Linked DNA regions of Rattus norvegicus: region 1 is linked to region 2. Evidence: chromatin contacts called from public Hi-C data. All regions are on one chromosome and are shown on one strand. Each heading gives the region's core, a stretch centred on a gene start, on an enhancer-like site or on the middle of the called end of the contact. The rest is flanking DNA. Distances are from core to core; before and after follow the strand shown. Region 1 holds the start of Atp11c (ATPase phospholipid transporting 11C). Region 2 overlaps F9 (coagulation factor IX).

Region 1 (6,460 bases), core at 684-3,183, 380 kb before region 2:
ACCTGCGACTCAAGGCAGAGGTGGCCGCCCATCGTCAATAAGAGTTACAAGAGCCAAGTTAAAAGTGTAGAGCAGAAAAAGATTTAGGCAATGTGGTCACATTGATAAAGGACAAAGAAATCCAGTGGCAGCTCATTCAATACTTCTCCCCAAAGGACATGCACATCAAAACACTCTCAGGCAAAGTGTGGTCCCACCTAGCATTGACCTAGCCACATTATCATCTGGATTTTAGTTTCATATTGTAAGATGGTCTGACAAATCGTTAGAAATGTGTAGAATCTCTTCTCTGGACAAATTTCCCTTTCTGGCAGGGAGTTTTTTCATCACCAACTAGGGGATTCCCCTGTAAATTTCCATTCCTTTGGGATCCATTGTTTCAAAACTGTGATGTATAGTCAGACTGAGAGACACAAATGTCTCCTGAGAATATCTTTATTTCTGTCAGGCACATTACTGAGTGGTAATAACTCCCTTCACTTCCCCATTTTAGTATTAAGAATAGTGTCTGTCACATAAAAGTCAACTAATAACCAGTAAATGAATTTCTGTGTTCAGTACAAGTCAGGAAAAAACAACTTCACTTAAAAGCAATTCCTTGGAGTAGAGAGCACAGTATTATACATGTTGTCGATTAAGTATCCTACTATCTAATTAATACAAATGTTAAGAGTTCTTACAAATCCTTCCACACACCTTAAGTGTGGGCAGAAAGTCATAGCAGGGAAAGAAGAAATGGTGGACTTTACCTCTAGGCAGTTAGAGCCATTCAGGAACTAATTTAAGTCTCTTGCATTTGCACTTTATTGTGCTTGGGCTCCTCCTTGACCACAGAAACAGGGTCAAACTTCATAGCTTGTTTCTATGAATGCTTAGGGGTTAGCTTTCATTTGTAATGCCCCGCCCACAGGTGTCCTGGTTCCTGCTTGACAGAGTGGCTGTGTTCCTTTTCTTAGGCTGCACTGTACTTTCCAACTGACCTCTCCTTCTCTCCCCAGGACTTTGTTCCCTGGGCTCCTCCGAAGCCTTCCCACATGTCCAGGCTTGCATTATTCTCCAGCAGCTCTGTTTATAAGTTTGGCCCAATGAAAATTTCATGGTTTTCCGGAGAGTTTCCCAGGATCCTTTGCAAAGACATTGCCCTCTCCCCTGTTTCCTTTAGCATTAGAAATCATTACATTCTAACATGTAGGTTTTACATGTTTGTAGCTTGTAACTTCACTTCGGCCAGCCTACTGGGGAGGTCTTTTAAAACACATTGCTGTTTCCAGCTTCTAGAAAAAAAAAATGCAGTAAATGTTTGTTGAGATCAAACTATCCTTCGAGGGTAAAATGAGGAGTGCCCTAGCCTCCTCACATTAAAATCCCTTCAGGAGTTCACATTAGGTCAAGAGACTAGCTGAACCCAACCTTTCTAGGCTGGCGAGAGAACAGGCCTCTCTGTACAGAACTGCCTTTACCTACTTCTTTAATGTGTTTATAGAAGAATTGGAAAGTTCTCAGCTCACAGCCTAGGGCGGGCCTCCTCAGAGGATGGTGGAAAAAAAGGGTGAGAGCGTAGAGAACTGTCCGGGCTCAAGGGACTACTTGAGCAAGCTTTCATTTTTACGTTTTAAACTTTTGTGTATTATAATTGTTAAGTTAGCAAATTGAGGGCATGCAGGATTTCATGTGGCGTAAATGTTGAGTTCTGGGAAAGTTTTTCAGCACTCGGGGCTTTACGTAATTTATCCTCCTCATCACATTTCCCACAACTAAGAATCTACCCAGTGTTTCTGATTTCCACACGCAGCTGGTGGGTGGGAACCCTGGTTTAGCCAAACAGTCTCAGCAACACAGTGAGCAGACCCGTGTCGGGCATGTGGGGGAGCTCCCAGCCCACAGTAACAGCCCAAGAGAACCGATGGACTACAACTCCCAGGTTGCACTGGGAGCGTGGAAAAGGGCGGGCGATCAAGGAGAGGGTGGCAGGGAAATCCCGCCCCGCTTCGCAGCACCAACGACACAAAGCCCGACTTTACAACCTCCTAGAGAAAGTGGAAGTAAGAGGGCTTAGGCGGGGTAGACAGACGAAAGAAAACGCAAACCCAAAAAGCCCCAACCCAAACCCAAACTACGAGGTGAAGACGGCTTAGGTGGGACCCGAGAGGGGAGCGTCTCCCGTCTGTAGCCTAGGAGGGGGCGGCTTTTGTAACTACTCCCACCGCCCGCGCCTTGCCGCGCCCGCCCGCGCCAGGGTCTCCTCAGTCCCTGGCTAGTCCGGAGTCTTCCCTCAGGGAGCGGCCACTCCCGGGCAGGAAGCGGGCGCGTCCAGCAGCCTTGAGGCAGGCCACGCCAAGGCTCTTCTCAGCCAGAAGTGCTGGTCGGAAAGCGCGGGGCCGAGGAAGGACTGCCAGTGAAGCGGTGCCACGGACGAGTTAGGGCCGGGGTGAGGGAGAGCGTGGCTTCTCACAGACCCCTGGGAGTAGTGTCAGGCGAGGCGTGGGGACGCCCGAGAGGGGCGTCCGCTGGAGCTAGCGAGTGGGGAGTCGGGCGGGGGGCTTAGCGGCAGGACGAGTGTGAGGCGCGGGGTGCTGAGGCGGGCGCTAACGGGGAGTCTGGAGCGCCCCCCCCCCCGCAGGGAGAGCCGCGGCCGCTCCACCAACCCTCCCCCGCGCGCCCGGCTCGCTTCTAGGCGGGCTGCAGCGGGAGTGCCGGGCGGTGCTGAGGCCAGATAAGGGGAGCAACGGGGCCGCCGCCCCCGAGCCGGGCAGGCCGGGGCTGGGGGCGGGTCGCGGGGGAAGGCGGGGCGGGGCGGCGCGCGGGGGCGGGCGGGCGGTTGGGCGGCCGGGGGCGGGGGCGCGCAGAGGCGAGGAGGGCAGGCGGCGGGCTGGCGGCGGGGCAGGCGAGCTAGCTGTCCGCTTTGCGCCGCGGGCCCACGCCGCAGTGTGTTTTGTGGACGGCGCCTTCCCAGACAGCCCAGTGGAGCCCAGCCTGGCACCCCGCAGCCTCGGACGCGATGTTCCGCCGGACCCTCAATCGTTTGGTGAGTACACTTGCTGCGGCTCCACGCGTACCCCGGTGGCCGGTTCCCTGGCCCCCGCCGCTCCTTCCCAGTACCCGTGCGAGGGGACGAGTGGGACGCGCCAGCCCCTCTTCTCCCTCCTCTGCTTTTTAACGGAAACCCGGCACTCCGGGTGGCCTGGGTGGGGAGGCAGGTGGGGTTCTTGGCTGTCCCACCCCTGCTCCAGGACATTTCAGCCAAGGCTCCCCGGGGCTCTGAAGAACTCTGCCTCCTGACTGGGGATCGCCTCGGAGTGGCAGGCGCGCGGAACTCGGGGCGGGGGGCTCCCTGGGGCGGGGGGGGCTCAGTTTCCCAATTAGTAGAAGATGGCGTTGGATTATCGGGGAGGAAGCTTTCTTTTGTTTCCTCAGCCACGAGCACGTGGAGGTAAACCTAGACCTGTCACTGTGGCCCAAAAGAAGAGCTAGGGGTCTGAGAGAGCTGGAGGCTAAACCAGGGTTCAGCCTCGTCCCGGGTTCGGCCCGGTGGGGCGGCCGCTGACCAGAGGCCAGGCAAACTTTGAGGACTCAGCCTCTAAGCTCACCTTGAGGGCAAGAGAAAAAGCGAGGGCACGGTGGGCTGAGGCCAGCAAGCGACAGCGGGAGGCTGCACCAGCCTTGCAGAGCTTGGAGCTGAAGCCTCTCAGAGCTCCGTTGGTTCCAGACTTGGAATCCATCCGGTAGCTGAGCTCCTGGGGCCACGTTTTCAATCCCCTCCAAGACCCCAGAAAAGGGAATTTCATCTCTGTGATAATTTTTGGCACGGAGATGGGGGGACTCTATTTCTGTCTGCTATTGACTTTTTGGATTAACCTGTTTACTCAGAGGGTACATTAAGAATTGAGCAAAGTAGAGCAGTTTACTTATATGCTGTTTGTAGTAACTTACCAAATTTCCAGAAGAGGTGTCAGGGAATAGGACTTTATTTCTGCCAGGGATGTTAAAGAAAGCCTTCATCATAAAATTTCGGTGCCCCCCCCACTCCTGTTAAGGGGAAAGAATGCGGAGTGCTTCCCCCTTCCGTCTTAGGATAGATTTAAGAACTTGACAATTTGATAACTTTGTGGGGTCATTTCTAATTAAATCTTTGGTGACATATTTTTTCGTAGTTCAGATCAATTTGCTGTCATCCCCCCCCCCCCGTATTTGAAACTTTCAAAAATGTTCCCTGCTAAATCACACTTAATCCCCTTTTGCAGCATCAGCATAATAATACTGTTACGGTTTTGCTAAATGTTTATTTCACTCAGAAACATGCAAAGGAAGGTGGAGGTGATTATTACCTGTGGCATTGAGCTGCAAAGCTTGTGCACATCAAGGATCTCAAGAGCCATGGGAATTGAATTGTGTTGGATGCTTTTTGGAAGCAAGTGACTACAATTTGTTCTCACATTTACAGCCTGAGACTGTAAAAGAGCATTGTACCTCCTAGTTCTGTTTCACATAGATTCTTGTGATTTTGAAGTGTTGTTTTTGGGGCGATAAAAAGGGAAAGGTGACATGAAAGCTAATTGTAATGCTTAGCATAGGGTAGTCTTTTCCCATGACACTCATATGTTAGAAACGAACTGGTGTCCAGGTCATAGTAAATTCATAAAATAAAGATGCTGACATCCCCATTTTTAAGACTTTGGTCATTTGGAATTAAACATCTGGTTTTGATCCAAAAGCACTTCCCACTTGGCTTTCTTTTACAAAGCATGATCTGCATTGTATCTGTAAAAATGAAGCAGTGCTGGCCCACAAAGCTAGGGCATGCAGTGGAATTTGCAGCAGTTGTTGAGGTGCCAGCCTGCTGGTACTTTGCATCTCTCCCAAGATTTCTGCAGAGACTCACTTTTGCTCACAGTAAAGGGAGCTTTGACCTCATTGTTTCAACTAAGATGTCCAGCTGTTCACATTCTACTGCACAACCCTGACTGTGATAAGTCCTAGGAATTTGTTCCAGTGTCATAAGCTGGAAGGTTCTTAGGAGTTCTCTCTGAGCTCTAGGCCTAGAGAAAGGAATTAAACTGCAAATCATCATTGCACTGAATATGCTATCAAACACTGTTGCTAAAAATGACTTGAAATTTGGGGGCTGGGGTGGGAAAATTTTTAATCTCTTAGATTGGTAAATTCTGTGCTATTGTCATCCACGAGGAGTACATTCTTTGGTACTGCACACATTTAAATCACTAGATCAGTAAATTAAAGATTTAACTGAAACCTTCACACTTACACGGCCCAGAGATGTAGTCCAAATGCTGTGTTATCCTTACAATTGTTTTAATATTTTAGAGATAGGGATAGGAATTCTTTTGAAATCAATTATGATGTTTTGGTGGTCATGTACATCTGAAATTGACTTTGAATTGTTACATAAATTATAGTAGTGTTGGTTCTAGTTGCTGTTCATTGAACAGTAGAGAACAGCGTGTTAAAATGACAATTTCTTTGTGTCTTAAACCTGGTATAGGAGGTCAGAATCTTGTAGGAATCACATCATCTTCCGAATAGCTCAGTGATGTTTGTTGAGTCATTTTTAAAATGTCATTTCTTTTTCCCAGCTCTTCTCTTTCTGAGCTAAAAGAAAAGTGATTAATTGTACTTTCTAAAGACACAGCCATGGCATTACATCTTTGCCACTAATAATTGTCATTTCTGATGAATTACAACTTTAAAAAAATTTAAGACAGTATCTCATATGGTACAGGTACCTTGAACTCAGTGACCTTGAGTTCCCGATACTTGCGTCCACCTTCCAAGTGCTGAGCTGTAGGTGTTTTCTACAATTGCCAGGATCTGTTTCCTTTTGACAGCCTTTGTGAGGCTTTGCACGTCTGTTTGCATTTAAAGAGCTATTTATATATATATATAGGAGTATACCGTAGCTGTCTTCAGACACACCAGAAGAGGGCATCAGGTCCTATTACAAATGGTTGTGAGCCACCATGTGGTTACTGGGAATTGACCTCAAGATCTCTGGAAGAGCAGTCAGTGCTCTTAACTGCTGTGCTCTCTCTCCAGCTCCCTGTTTTTGGTTATTGAGACAGGATCTCCTATATAGTTCCAGCTGGCCAGGAACTCACTCTGTAGACCAAGTTGGCCTTGAATTCAGAGAACCACCAGCCTCTGCCTCTGGAGTCCTGGGATCAAAGACATGTGCCACAAAACCTAGTTACTTATTTCTTTTTGTAGATCATCTAGTCTGCTTTGAACTCTCTCCATCCCACTGCCTTAGCTAATGCTGAGATTACAGACAAGTATTTTGACAGTTTGAGTTAGAAGATTAGAGGGTTTGGTAGTACAGCATTTTGGGAGTTAGGCCTGTGGGGTGTATTAAAAGCACTACTTGTTCCTAGTCAACATCTCCATAAAAACAACAAACGCGAAATAATAGTTTTGCCTGTTCAATTATTTTGCTTCAGAGGCAAAT
Region 2 (5,943 bases), core at 990-3,489:
TCAGAGGTAAGCAATGAGTGTGGAGATGCTCTAAATACCGTAATTAGGTGTCAACACAGTGGCACGCTCACACAGCTGTGAAACATTGCCTTCCCCTTTAATGTAAAGACTGTATAGATCAGTCTCAAAAAGTAGAAGCAGTGGCTGGATCCACTCTGACAGCAAGTACAGAGACTCAGTTTATGACGCAAGTCAGGAAGTAATTTTCATAGACTGAAGTAGCTAGGCTCCAACAGACCTATGCTTAACATTTCGTATCTTTTATTTTTACTAGTATTTTTATGTCTCTTATAGTATGGCAATGTATTATTGACTTGATCTACTGAATGTCAAATATTGCACATAAAGATCACAGCAATCCATTTATTTATAATATAGAAATATAATGCAGAAAAAAATCATGGACCCAGAAATGAATTCAGGCTGTATATAATTATTAAAGTGTGAAATGATGGTGACATTTGGAAAATTAATTTGCTTTTTCAAGATGCTAATCTTTTGTGCAATTTCAAAAGGGAGCTGATGCAAGCAAGTATTGAAATAAGGAATAAGGGGGCAGAGGGTCTGAACGTGGGTTATAACTGGAGTTATGGTGGGTTAGTGAGCACCTACACATTAGCTCACTAAACCTCTATCTCCAGTTTGAGGGGATCTGATATCGTCTTTTTACTTCCACAAGCATTGCACACACATGGCATAAAAATACATGCACGCAAGAGACTCATAAAATGAAAATAAATAAATCATTTTGAAAAAGACTAAAATAATATAGTTTAAATACTAAAGATTCAAATGCAGATTTTCTTTAAAGAACTAATTTAGATTTTGACCTGCTGGTTCACAGGACTTCTGGTCTTCTGCAAGTTGGTATCCCTCAGTGCAGGAACAAATTATCTTGTTATCAGGGCTGTTTTTACAAAACTGCTTACACCTGCCATTTTTAATGCTACATGTTGCATCTAAAAGAAAAGAAAAGAAAAGAAAAGTAATCTAATGGCTCATTTGACATATAGTTCAAAAAATACGTGGAACTATGGTTCACGTATGGGTGAAACACAAGTTGAAGCAACGTGGGAGCCTAGAGCTAAGAGAAGAAAACTGAGGTAAAGTAAGTTTCTCAGTAAGGCATGGTGATGGTGTCAGCAATATTTTGATGTGTACAACAAAATATTTTGATATTTTACTTTAACTAAATCATGAACCACGATAAGAAACCTATTTATTAAAGTAAAACACAAATCCAGGGATGTCAATGAGACTTTTGTGTGAGGTTTCACAAAGTAGGTGCACCTGTTTAAATGCTTCACAGGTTAACAAATAGGACATTACCAGCTGCCAAAAGTCCCATTATGTCCCCCCCCAACCATTCTAACCTTCCTTCTTTACAAAAGTCGTTACCTGTGCTTCAAACATAGGAAACACCATTGATAGTTCAAAACTTTATGTAAACAGCACATATCTTCTTCTGTTTCAGGAATTTAGTTGGGAGACTCACCTATGTCGTTAGTAAAGCAACAGTTCCTTTCCCTGCCGTGTTTCTTTTGTATTTATACAGTGCAGCCAACTATTCTGCTGTTGAAAATACTCAGGTGCATGTGTGTGTATGTGTTTGTGTGATTCCAAAGAAGCACAGTATGTGTAGAGTACTTGCGCATATTACTAAGCATTCAATTTCTACACTGTTCCAAAATATATTTTCTGTTTATTATGGTATAAATATAATTGGTATTTTATTGCTTTCATATGCTTTTTTTGTATGTTCGTTTATTTAATTGCATAGTCCCATAAATCAGGGGAGGAAAATAAACTATTATCAGGGGAAGGGAACAAAGGAACAGACCTGAGATTCCATTTTTGCTACCATTAATCCACTAAATTTATGATAAAAAGATGGCATCTGGTCTTGTGGAATTCCTTAGTTTTGAGGCCCTTTCACCTTGTAAGCGGTGATAACATCTCTGGCGCTTTATACTTTTATTTTTTTGTTCTTGGCTATCACATTGTTGCTACAAAGCAATAGTAAAGTGTTCAGCCAAGTCAAATACTACCTGTAGAAAATGTTCCATCAAGTATGAGGTGGTGATAAGTTAAGAGAGGTGGGTGGGGAGAGCAGGCTAGTTGTGTCCAGAGCCAGTACAAAGGGAATGAGTAAAGTTGGTTTGATTTTGCTGTTCTGCTTCTGTGTCCTTGGTTAGGCAACGAGACCTCTGGATCTTTTGCCTGTTTGCTATTGCCCTTTCTGGCCCAGCATGTTGCTGCTGATCTTGATCTTTGGCTTGTTTGGTGCGTGTGGTAGGATGGATGGACTGCTGTAACATCAGGCTTTTGCCTGCAGTCACAAGCTTCAGGATTCTAGAAATAGAATTATAGCACAAGAACTTCCAGGGGAGAGGTCAATAGAGCAGGCCCTGAGAAACAGAATTGTACTCAGTCAATTATCCAGCTCTTAGATGCCACACACTAGGTTGGAGACGGGTTTCCCTTAGTCCCAAGGCTGGCCTAGAATATCCATTGAGGAACCTTTAAAGCATGTGTTTTCTTTCTCTTCCTGATAACAGAGGGTTAGCCACCAGAGCCATAAAATTTTTTTCTTTTGTTTAACAGGTTTGCCAGAAATCATCTTATTCAGCCAACCTCAACATTTTCCCAACCCCAAAATACATGGTAAATGAGAGAGCTGGATCTGGGGTGCTAGAACACCCAAAACAAACAACAACAACAAAAGGCCCTCAGAGAATAGTCTTTTGTTTGTAATTTTTTTCTTTCCACTTTGTTTTTCTGCACTCTTCAGAAGGAAAAGATTCTTGCAGACCTTGACCTTGAGCTGCCTGATAGACATTTGGATTTCTTCCAAAGCAGAGGGAATTCAAAGATAATTATTCTAGCCAAAGGGACCCAGTCGCCAGTGAATTCTTTCTTTCCTAACTAGACAACATGTCCAAATGTTCACTCTTTACTCCCACAACTGAGAGCCTGCCTGGTGGAGAGGGGAAAAAGAAAGCATAGGGCCTGCCACAGTGGACATTTTTCCTTTTCCAGGACAAGGTAAGGCATGGGCCCACACACCTCTACACTGTGATTCCTAGCGATTTTTCACATTTGTGTTTAGTTCAGCTGGAGGCAAGAAGCCTAAACTGGAGTTTGTGGATGCTTTGGTGTTGCTCTCTCCTCTAATGTCTGAGATAAAGAGTATTCTGACAGAATTCCCATCTTGTCTCTGAATCAGCTGAGCTGAAAAGAGTTTTTAAAAAACCCTTTCTCAAATTTGTTGGATCTGATCAATAGGCTAAGAGTGGTGGCAACTGCAATACAGCCACAGAGCCCTGACCAATCAGAAATGTGGGGACCAAGGACTATTAAGATGCTGCCAGTTGCAGATGTAGCACGTTTTCTCTGTGAATCATCACCTCCCCAACCACAGTGCACCCTATTATAGAACTCTGAGCTTATGTTCACATTCCTTGGTGCTGTTCTCTTCCTCCTTTTAAACTATCTTTTAAAACAAGATAGAGAGATGGAGAGCTGGCTCACTGGTTAAGAGTAGTTGCTGCTTTCTCAGAAAAACCAAGTTCAGTTCCCAAATCCCAGCTGGGGCTCACAGCCACCTTTTATGCTAGTTCCAGAGGATCTCCTGCCCTCTTCTGGCCTTTATGGGTATTGCATGCACATGGCACCCAGATAAACAATGCATACAAAACATCCTTAAACGTAAAATAAAACTAAATAAACCTTAAACTAGATAGAGACTAATGTTTTTAAAACTTTATAAATTAAAATGTATTTTATTATTATATTTTCACATGTATGTTTTATCTGCTTTTAAATTTGTGCACCATGTGTTTGGTGCCTGTGGATGCCAAAAGAGAGCTTTGGATCCATCCCTTGGAACTGGAGTTACAGAGAGGTTTGACCCACTATGTAGGTTCTAGGAGTTGAACCCACGTCCTCTGGAAGAGCAGCCGATGCTCATAACTGCTGAGCCATCTCTCCAGCCGAACATTTATGTTTTCAATAACCATCTACTACATTGTGACCTTCGCTCAGTGCAAAGACTGAGTTATTCATTCCCTTTACTTCAGAGTAACTACTCGAAGCATTCCTGTATGTATCTGGAATATGAGGACCGAATTTCACTGATTTGCAATTTGAAATTATAATCTTGCAGCCCAAATGGCACTTAGCGATGTTGAAGCAATTAACACACCCCAGGAGTGGAACTCAAGCAGCGGTTTATCTCCACACCAGGAATCCGAAACAAATGCAAGTCCAGCCTGAGTATGTTAGCTCACCACTTCATTTTGTCTCTTTAGATTCCTTTGTCCTTTCAACTTTCCTTTTTATCCTGAGATCTTTCAGATCTCAAAGAAAGATGATCAATGAACTTCCCTTCGGTACGGAAAAATATTACAGGGACTTTCATCCCCTTTTTCAATAGGACAAGTGCAGCTGCTGCCTTTCATTTTATGCCTTGTTCGTGTGTCAGAAAGATGGCCATGCTTAATAGCGTCCTACTACTTCTCTACTCTATCCTCAGCCATGTAGCCTGTGCTGTGAGATTCTTTCCCTCACATTGTGCCTCTCTGCTCCCAGGATTTCAGAGTGCAACATCTTTTCTTGGTACCAGTGCTTCTCTCAAGCACAATGTCATCAAGACTGCATCCAGAGGCAGTAAACAAGGAGATAAAGGACTTCGGGGTTTACTGCTCAAATGACCAAAGTATCAAAAAAGAAATATTCTAGGAAGGTAAAGAAAAATCTTACATTTGCACTTACTTTTTTCTTCTGTTACCCTTGGATATAATCAATACATCGAGTGAAGAAACAACCTCTGATTTTTACAACAAATTTAACCTATAAAATGCTTTGTTCACCTGGAGGAGTTCTGATTTCCGGGGGCCTGTTGTGCCCAGCTCTATAGGCTATTTGCTTACTTTACCTAAATCTGCAGTGACTCAGTCACAAGTTCAACTCTTTTTTTTTTTATTAACTTGAGTATTTCTTATATACATTTCAAGTGTTATTCCCATTCCCGGTTTCCGGGCAAACATACCCCTCCCCCCTCCCCTTCCTTATGGGTGTTCCCCTCCCAACCCTCCCCCCATTGCCGCCCTCCCCCCATAGTCTAGTTCACTGGGGGTTCAGACTTAGCAGGACCCAGGGCTTCCCCTTCCACTGGTGCTCTTTACTAGGATATTCATTGCTACCTATGGGGTCAGAGTCCAGGGTCAGTCCATGTATAGTATTTAGGTAGTGGCTTAGTCCCTGGAAGCTCTGGTTGCTTGACATTGTTGTACTTTTGGGGTCTCGAGCCCCTTCAAGCTCTTCCAGTTCTTTCTCTGATTCCTTCAACAGGGGACCTATTCTCAGTTCAGTGGTTTGCTGCTGGCATTCGCCTCTGTATTTGCTGTATTCTGGCTGTGTCTCTCAGGAGCGATCTACATCCGGCTCCTGTCGGTCTGCACTTCTTTGCTTCATCCATCTTGTCTAATTGGGTGGCTGTATATGTATGGGCCACATGTGGGGCAGGCTCTGAATGGGTGTTCCTTCAGTCTCTGTTTTAATCTTTGCCTCTCCCTTCCCTGCCAAGGGTATTCTTTTTCCTCATTTAAAGAAGGAGTGAAGCATTTACATTTTGATCATCTGTCTTGAGTTTCGTTTATTCTAGGGATCTAGGGTAATTCAAGCATTTGGGCTAAAAGCCACTTATCAATGAGTGCATACCATGTATGTCTTTCTGTGATTGGGTTACCTCACTCAGGATGATATTTTCCAGTTCCAACCATTTGCCTACGAATTTCATAAACTCGTTGTTTTTGATAGCTGAGTAATATTCCATTGTGTAGATGTACCACATTTTCTGTATCCATTCCTCTGTTGAAGGGCATCTGGGTTCTTTCCATTTTCTGGCTATTATAAATAAGGCTGCGATGAACATAGTGGAGC

What was found. A called contact is a pair of places that touch in the nucleus more often than the background predicts.
Region 1: a Hi-C map of hepatocytes shows a contact between it and region 2, with 1.7 times the contacts expected there. The contact joins the promoter of Atp11c here to the enhancer-like site in region 2. A contact is called at or near these places in 3 of 12 Hi-C or Micro-C datasets (Schwann cells, hepatocytes and psoas muscle) and 1 of 1 datasets of contacts at active chromatin or transcription factors (oligodendrocytes).

The regions. Positions count from the first base shown.
Region 1 is chrX:143,783,880-143,790,339 of GRCr8, reverse strand. Atp11c (ATPase phospholipid transporting 11C) reads left to right here and starts at 1,933. Exons shown (of 31, transcript XM_039100444.2): 1 at 1,933-2,042; 2 at 2,927-3,025. The coding sequence starts at 2,999.
Region 2 is chrX:143,404,722-143,410,664 of GRCr8, reverse strand. It overlaps F9 (coagulation factor IX), which reads right to left. Exons shown (of 8, transcript NM_031540.1): 5 at 831-959. Among named protein-coding and RNA genes, the nearest start is that of F9, 19 kb to the right of the region's middle. Within about 2 kb of position 2,239, at least 2 of the 93 cell types and tissues checked have an H3K27ac peak or open chromatin away from gene starts, as enhancers often do. A contact at or near this core is called in hepatocytes, where this site is marked.